2 separate regions of the Mus musculus genome follow, and region 1 is linked to region 2. Evidence: chromatin contacts called from public promoter capture Hi-C data. All regions are on one chromosome and are shown on one strand. Each heading gives the region's core, a stretch centred on a gene start, on an enhancer-like site or on the middle of the called end of the contact. The rest is flanking DNA. Distances are from core to core; before and after follow the strand shown. Region 1 holds the start of Harbi1 (harbinger transposase derived 1). Region 2 holds the start of Nup160 (nucleoporin 160).

Region 1 (3,087 bases), core at 302-2,801, 1.0 Mb after region 2:
ACTGAGCAGAGTGATAGGTTAAACCTCAAGTAAGAACACGTATGTGTTTGTGTATAGATATATAATTATTGTATACATATAAACATATACATATAAATAAATTTATACATATTTCATTAGGAGAATTTCAAAACTAGACATGATGGTATATGCTAGATAATCTCAACACTTACGATGCCGGGAAAGGAGGATCAGTAACTCAAGGCAAACAAACCCTGGCTGCATAGGTGAACCCTGTTTCCAACTATCCCAACCTAGGCCTGTGACAGCCTGCGTCGGTATTCTCAGCTCCTCAGGAGGCTGAGTGAAGAAGATAACTGAAGCACAGGAGTTTAAGGCCAACCTGGGCTACGGGCTACCACCGAAGTGGGGAGGGGGGAGCCAACAAAGGAATGTTACCTTGAGGATAGATTGAGCAGATTAACTAGGAAAAAAGTGAATGAGAGATTTACAACCCAAGAAGGTGCTTAGCCACTTAATTCAGAGATTTAATGAGAATAGGTTTTCGCAGGTTATTCCACTGCCAGTAAGAACATAGTCCCCTTTTTCACTAGTCAAGTCACCCTCACTTACAGGAGGACTTCATACTTGGCATTAAAAATTTTTTTTGATTGACTGAAAACTTACCTAACCTACCTTGATACCCAACACCGGAGTTACGGCCCTACAAATGTTCTCCAATAGATCTTTTTGACATAACTCAAAGAGACAATAAAGTAGCAAGAAAATTTCGGGGGATGTCTGTAACGGTTGGGACGCCTCAAGAGCCAACAGGGTCTACACCAACCCAACTTCTCGTAGAAAACATAATCAGGGGATTATGGAACTGAACCTCGGTTGCTTGGCTTGGGCGTCCCCAAGGTGGTGGCCAAGGGAACACAGATCAGTGACCTCCCACTCGGGGGCGCTGAAAGATCCGGGGGTTATTACCCTCAAAAGTGAGTACCTGCGAAGCTACGGCACAGAGAGTGGCTCCGGGCTCTCATTCCGGAGGCCGGGGCCTGGGGCCGGCCAACTGCACCTCCCAGCAGAGGGTTCCGCGCTCCCGGGCGGTAGTGACAGCACAGGTCGCAGAGAGATATCTCACGCTAACGAGGCTCCGGGATCCCAGAACTGAAAAAGCTGTCGGACTGGTGTGGACTGGTTTTTCTCAGAGCTTCCCCTTCACACGTCAAACGATCTCTCCCGCCCTAAGCCAGCAACCAGTCGCTGCCCGGCGCCGCCATCCTTAGTGTTTGTTTTCATCCGCTTCAGTGCAGGCGGTGGGGAGGTAGAGCGCTACGGAGGAAATGCAGCTGCCTAAATTCAGCTGCACTTTCGCTACACCACAAACGACCTATTTAATATTTCTGTACATCAGAGTCTTCAAGAAAGGCGGCTTATTTCCAGAAATAAATCATATGATTAATTTTAAAGCCTTTTAGGAGAAAAAAAAGGGTTTGGGAAGGAATTTAGGGAGTTGGAGACTGGGCTTCGTGTAGAATGTACGGAAGCGAAGCGCAGGCCGCGGTGGCCGAGGTGCTGATGACGCGGCGTGGGGCGGGCGCTGACGCGGAAGGGGAGGTGCGGCTGTTGCGCACCGTGGCGGCTTGTGTGCGGCCGTGGGTTCCGGAGGCGGGCCTTCTTCGGCCCCGAGGGTGGAGAGTGCTCCGGTTAATCCGGTAGCTACGGAAAGGTGGCGATCAGCGTTCGGTTATTCTGGGTCGAGCAGCCAGACTTTGGTTATCTTACTATTTTTGAGACAAGGTCTCGCTGTGTAACTCAGGTTAGCTTTGAACGTAATGTAGCTCCAGCAGGCATGGAGCACGCGGCGATGCTACCCAGTTTCCAGAATGCTAACATTACAGGCTGGACCAGCCTTAGGAGCTTTTTGTTTTGTTTTACTTTGTTTTGACTGGTGCTCGTAGTCCACGCTTGCCTCGCACATGATCTTCTGGTCTACACTTCCCAAGTACAGTGAGCCCATTCCTGGCTGGGGCATCTTTACTTACACGGCTTTTAAAGGAATAAACTTTTTAAATACATTTATGTTTTGGAGGCGGGCGTGATGTGGCAAGGGTGTTGGACGATTCTTTCTTTCCACCATATGGATCTCAGATAGCCAACTAATTTATTTCACCAGGCTTCACAGGCAAACCCTGTGCCCTCGGAGCCATCTTTGTCCCTTAATACTGTTTTGAAAGCGGGTTGAAAAGTGGCCTCGGTGTTCCAGACCTACCTGGTTCACTTAGCTTTTTCCTCCTTTCCTTCCTTTTATACTCTTCCTTCCTTTCTAGCCTAAAGCTTCGGGATTTGGGTCTCTTGAGATGAAGGGAAAGCCTGTTACAGCAGACAGTGTAGGTCCCCAGGCAGGGCCACAGACTGTCTTTCTTCCTTTCTCCCCCCCCCCCACCCCCCCTTTGTTCTACATCTCTAGTTGGACTGGTTTGAGCACTCCCTCATCTGTGGAGCCATAGGGCTTTGCAAAACAAACCTCTGAGTAACCCTTAAGGTGTTTTCAACTTGTCAGCTGTCTCCTGGTTGCCACAGACCTCTTTTACCTTGTAAATTGTTTGTTCTCATGTGTTGTTCTCAGTTGAAATGCCAGGCAGTAGATGAGCCACTGGGATTGAACTCTTATTGTCTGCAAATTAGATCAAGTTTGTCATACAATAGTGAGTCAGTGGAGATAAATCTAGAGTTAACAAGTGAATGGCTGAAAAAGGTGTAGGTTTTGAGTCATTTGGTATGGTTTGGATCACGTTTCTAATTATTTTTTTCTTTTAATTAACATTTACAGAAAGAAGATTATAAATGTCAGAGCCATTTAACTGATGGTTAGCTGTTGAATTCTGATACTTACTGCGCTGGGAAAAATTCGGGAAAAGCAGATAGAAGAGGACCTCCACATTAGCAATGGCTATTCCAATAACAGTGCTTGACTGTGATCTCTTGCTGTATGGCCGAGGTCACCGGACCTTGGACCGTTTTAAGCTGGATGATGTGACTGACGAATACTTGATGTCCATGTATGGATTCCCCCGACAATTCATATACTTCTTAGTGGAACTCTTGGGGGCAAGCCTTTCTCGGCCTACTCAGAGATCT
Region 2 (3,279 bases), core at 655-3,154:
ATGTAAAACCTACAATGGGAATCTATAGCAGGGCATGGTGGCTCACGCCTTTAATCCTGATCCTTGGGAAGCACAGACAGGTAAAGCTCTGAGTTCGAGGCCAGACTGCTCTACAGAGTGAGTTTCAGGGAAGCTCGGGCTGCATACTGAGACCTTGGCAAATAAAGAAACAAGAAAACAAAGAATGTATTCAGGTCTTTCAGCACTGAGCTGTAAGGAAAGACAGTTAACATTAATGCAAACTATTCAGGAAGAAAGGAAACATCTTTAGACCATGACACAGGCATCTCAGACACTGCTTGCCTGGTTGTCCTGTGATATTTCAGCCATATCTTTACTGTAACTATCTTGTATAATAATTACCATACCTTACCATTATCTCTACTTCCCCTTTGCAACCCCCACTAAACTGAGAGAAACTCAAAAGCAGAAAACTTGAAATTTTTGTAGTGTTTAAAGATATTTTAGTTGGGTGGTGGAGAAACACCTTTAATCCAGCACTCGGGAGGCAGCAGGCAGGTGGATTTCTGAGTTCGAGGCCAGCCTGGTCTACTGAGGGAGTTACAGAACAGCCAGGGCTACACAGAGAAACCCTGTCTCGAAACACAAGAAAGACAAGGTATCTGGCTGCTTAGCCTATTTTGGGGGATCATTATAACCCAGTGCCCAACATGCAATCAAGACTGAAAAAATAAGTGTGGGACAAACCAATATGCTTCCAGGAACTGGAAAGCTACTTACTATGATTAATAGAACAGCATGAAGATAAAAACCAATATTTAAAAATCTAGAGAAATAGAAAAAAATAATAAGCCCTTTGCACTGTGGCTAGATCTCAAGTCATTGCTATTATCACTTTTGAAAGTCACTGGCCAAATGACAGGAAACCACATTCCTGGAACCCCCGAAATAAAGTAATTACATTGAAAGTGCTCACTGAAAAATAACACTAATTTCCACTGAAAGAAATTATTCCACTGAATAATTCAATAATTTCCATCGAATTACCACCCAAAAAAAGTCACTAAGTTCGGGCAATGTAAAGTGTTACTGTTAACTTACTGCAATTCACCTTGAATTTACTGTAACATGAACCAAAGGTCAAAGACAGCTTGAAGCTTGGAAAACATCACATCTCAAGTTCTATTCAGCCATAAACAAGAAGAAAATCATATCGTTTGAATGAAAATGGTTACGTTGGGGATCATCATTATTATTAATAAAGGAAGGCACAAAAATGCAAAATCTAGATTTAAATATATGTATACATGACATAAAAGGGGAGGGGAGGACTATTATTTGGGAAGAGGAAGGGGAACAGTAAGAGGGAAAGGGAGGACAAGATTTGCTAACAGGTGAATGTGAACAAAGTAGGCTAAAGTACATGTATGAAAATGTCATATGATGTCCATCATTTGTAAAATGAATAATAACATTAATAAAAAAGCAAACACACACTCTAATAAAATCTTCTGCCTACGTCTGTGAGACAGGGTTTGATGTAACCTAGGCAGGCCTCACACTTACTATGTTGCTGAGACTAGCCTAGAATGCCTCCACCCTCCAAGCACCCAGGATGACAGGTGTGGGCCACTATTCCCAGCTTCATCATGGACCCCCCATCACCCTCCTTTGCCCTTCTTCCCAACTAGTTCCTCTTCCACTTTCATGTCTTTTCTATCTGTGACCCACTGGGTTTAATTAGAGTTGCTTGAATGAGCATGGGAGGGAGTCTTATTTATAGGAGCACCGGCAACTAACCAGCAAATACACCACTGGAGAAAATTACTCCTCCCTCACAGCAGCCACTGACTTTACCTACGGCTCCTCGGGGAGCGATGGGGCCTCAAAGTCCAACCCCCACCACGGAATGTTGACAGGCCCTGTCTTTTGTGTAGGTAACCACAGTTATGATCTCACGAGAGCAGCCACCATGCTGTGTCCAGGAGGCAGTGTCGTTACAGCACACCTTCCCGTTCATCTTGCATTCTTTCTGCCTTGATAGAGATTTTGAATATGTGGGGGAAATGACACTAACAACAAGTTCCCCAAAACATATCTCATTCACCTAGACCAGGCTGGCCTTAAATTCAGAGATCTACCTGCATTTGCCTCCTGTGTGCTGGGGTTCAAGATGTGTGCCACCAAGCCGCACAACAGGTAATCTTTTAAAAAAATATTTTTTAAATTGTGTGTGTGTGTGTGTGTGTGTGTGTGTGTGTGTGTGAGCTTCCCTCTCAAAAAAAAAGTCTCTGAAGCAGAGATTTACACACAGGAAGGAGCACACAGTGTGCTCACAGAACAGCATTGCTAGGGGAGTGAAGAAAGCAGGATTAGGCAGAGAAAACTGAACTGAAATTGACCAGGATGGACCTAGATGGAAGCAAGGGACCAGGACCTTAGGCTTCATCTTGATCCACTGAGATGCATCCACTGAGTGCAGACATAACTCCCTTTTTGCCAAGTACAGAAGGACAGGGGTTAGCAGGGCTCTAGGGGAGACTTTATCTTAGTGAGATTTAGAGGAGTAATTTAGTAAAAATGGAAAAATTAAAGATGCTAAAATGAGGAATAGACCGAAGGTCAAGGTAGGGAGGGTGTCTCTCTATAAGTTCAGACACAGTTCAATGTACAGAAACAGAAGCATAAGGCTATAATTGCTGGTAGGAAAATATGGTTGCAGGGCAAGTTGTCTTCTTTTGTGAGGAATGGGGACGTCAAGACAGTTTCTGTTGCCCTGGTTGTCCTGGAACTCACTCTGTAATGCAGGCTGGCCTTTAACTCACAGAAACCCACCTACCTCTGCCTCCTGAGTGCTGGGATTAAAAGCTGCTTTTTGTTTGATTTGAGCCAGGGTTTTAGGCAGCCTCAGGCTGGCCTTGATCTTGACATAAATTGGAGGATAATCTTGAACTCCTGATCTACTTGCTTCCAAAAGCTGCTGTCAGTGTGCCACTATGCCCACTCGGCCGACTTCAGAGTAAGCTAAGAATGAGTGGGGGTGAGGGCTGGAGACATGGCTCAGCGGTTAAGAGCACCGACTGCTCTTCCCAAGGTCCTGAGTTCAAATCCCAGCAACCACATGGTGGCTCACAACCATCCGTAATGAAATCTAGCGCCCTCTTCTGGTGCATCTGAAGAGAGGTGTGGGCAGTGACAATCACGAAATAGTCATTAAGGCAATAAATGGTCAAGGGAAATGCAATTGCTGGGGCAGAATTATGGAACTTCGCAATGTTGTGATTCTGATGGAGTTGCCAACGAACATGTTCAGCTGTA

What was found. Promoter capture Hi-C pulls out the DNA fragments that hold promoters and counts their contacts.
Region 1: a promoter capture Hi-C map of pre-B cells shows a contact between it and region 2, with 4 times the contacts expected there. The contact joins the promoter of Harbi1 here to the promoter of Nup160 in region 2. A contact is called at or near these places in 2 of 39 promoter capture datasets (erythroid cells and pre-B cells).

The regions. Positions count from the first base shown.
Region 1 is chr2:91,709,301-91,712,387 of GRCm38.p6, forward strand. Harbi1 (harbinger transposase derived 1) reads left to right here and starts at 1,552. Exons shown (of 3, transcript NM_178724.5): 1 at 1,552-1,951; 2 at 2,780-3,087. The coding sequence starts at 2,896. It overlaps Atg13 (autophagy related 13), which reads right to left and starts at 1,292. Exons shown (of 17, transcript NM_001355419.1): 1 at 947-1,292.
Region 2 is chr2:90,675,311-90,678,589 of GRCm38.p6, forward strand. It overlaps Nup160 (nucleoporin 160), which reads left to right and starts at 1,905. Exons shown (of 37, transcript NM_021512.2): 1 at 1,905-2,160.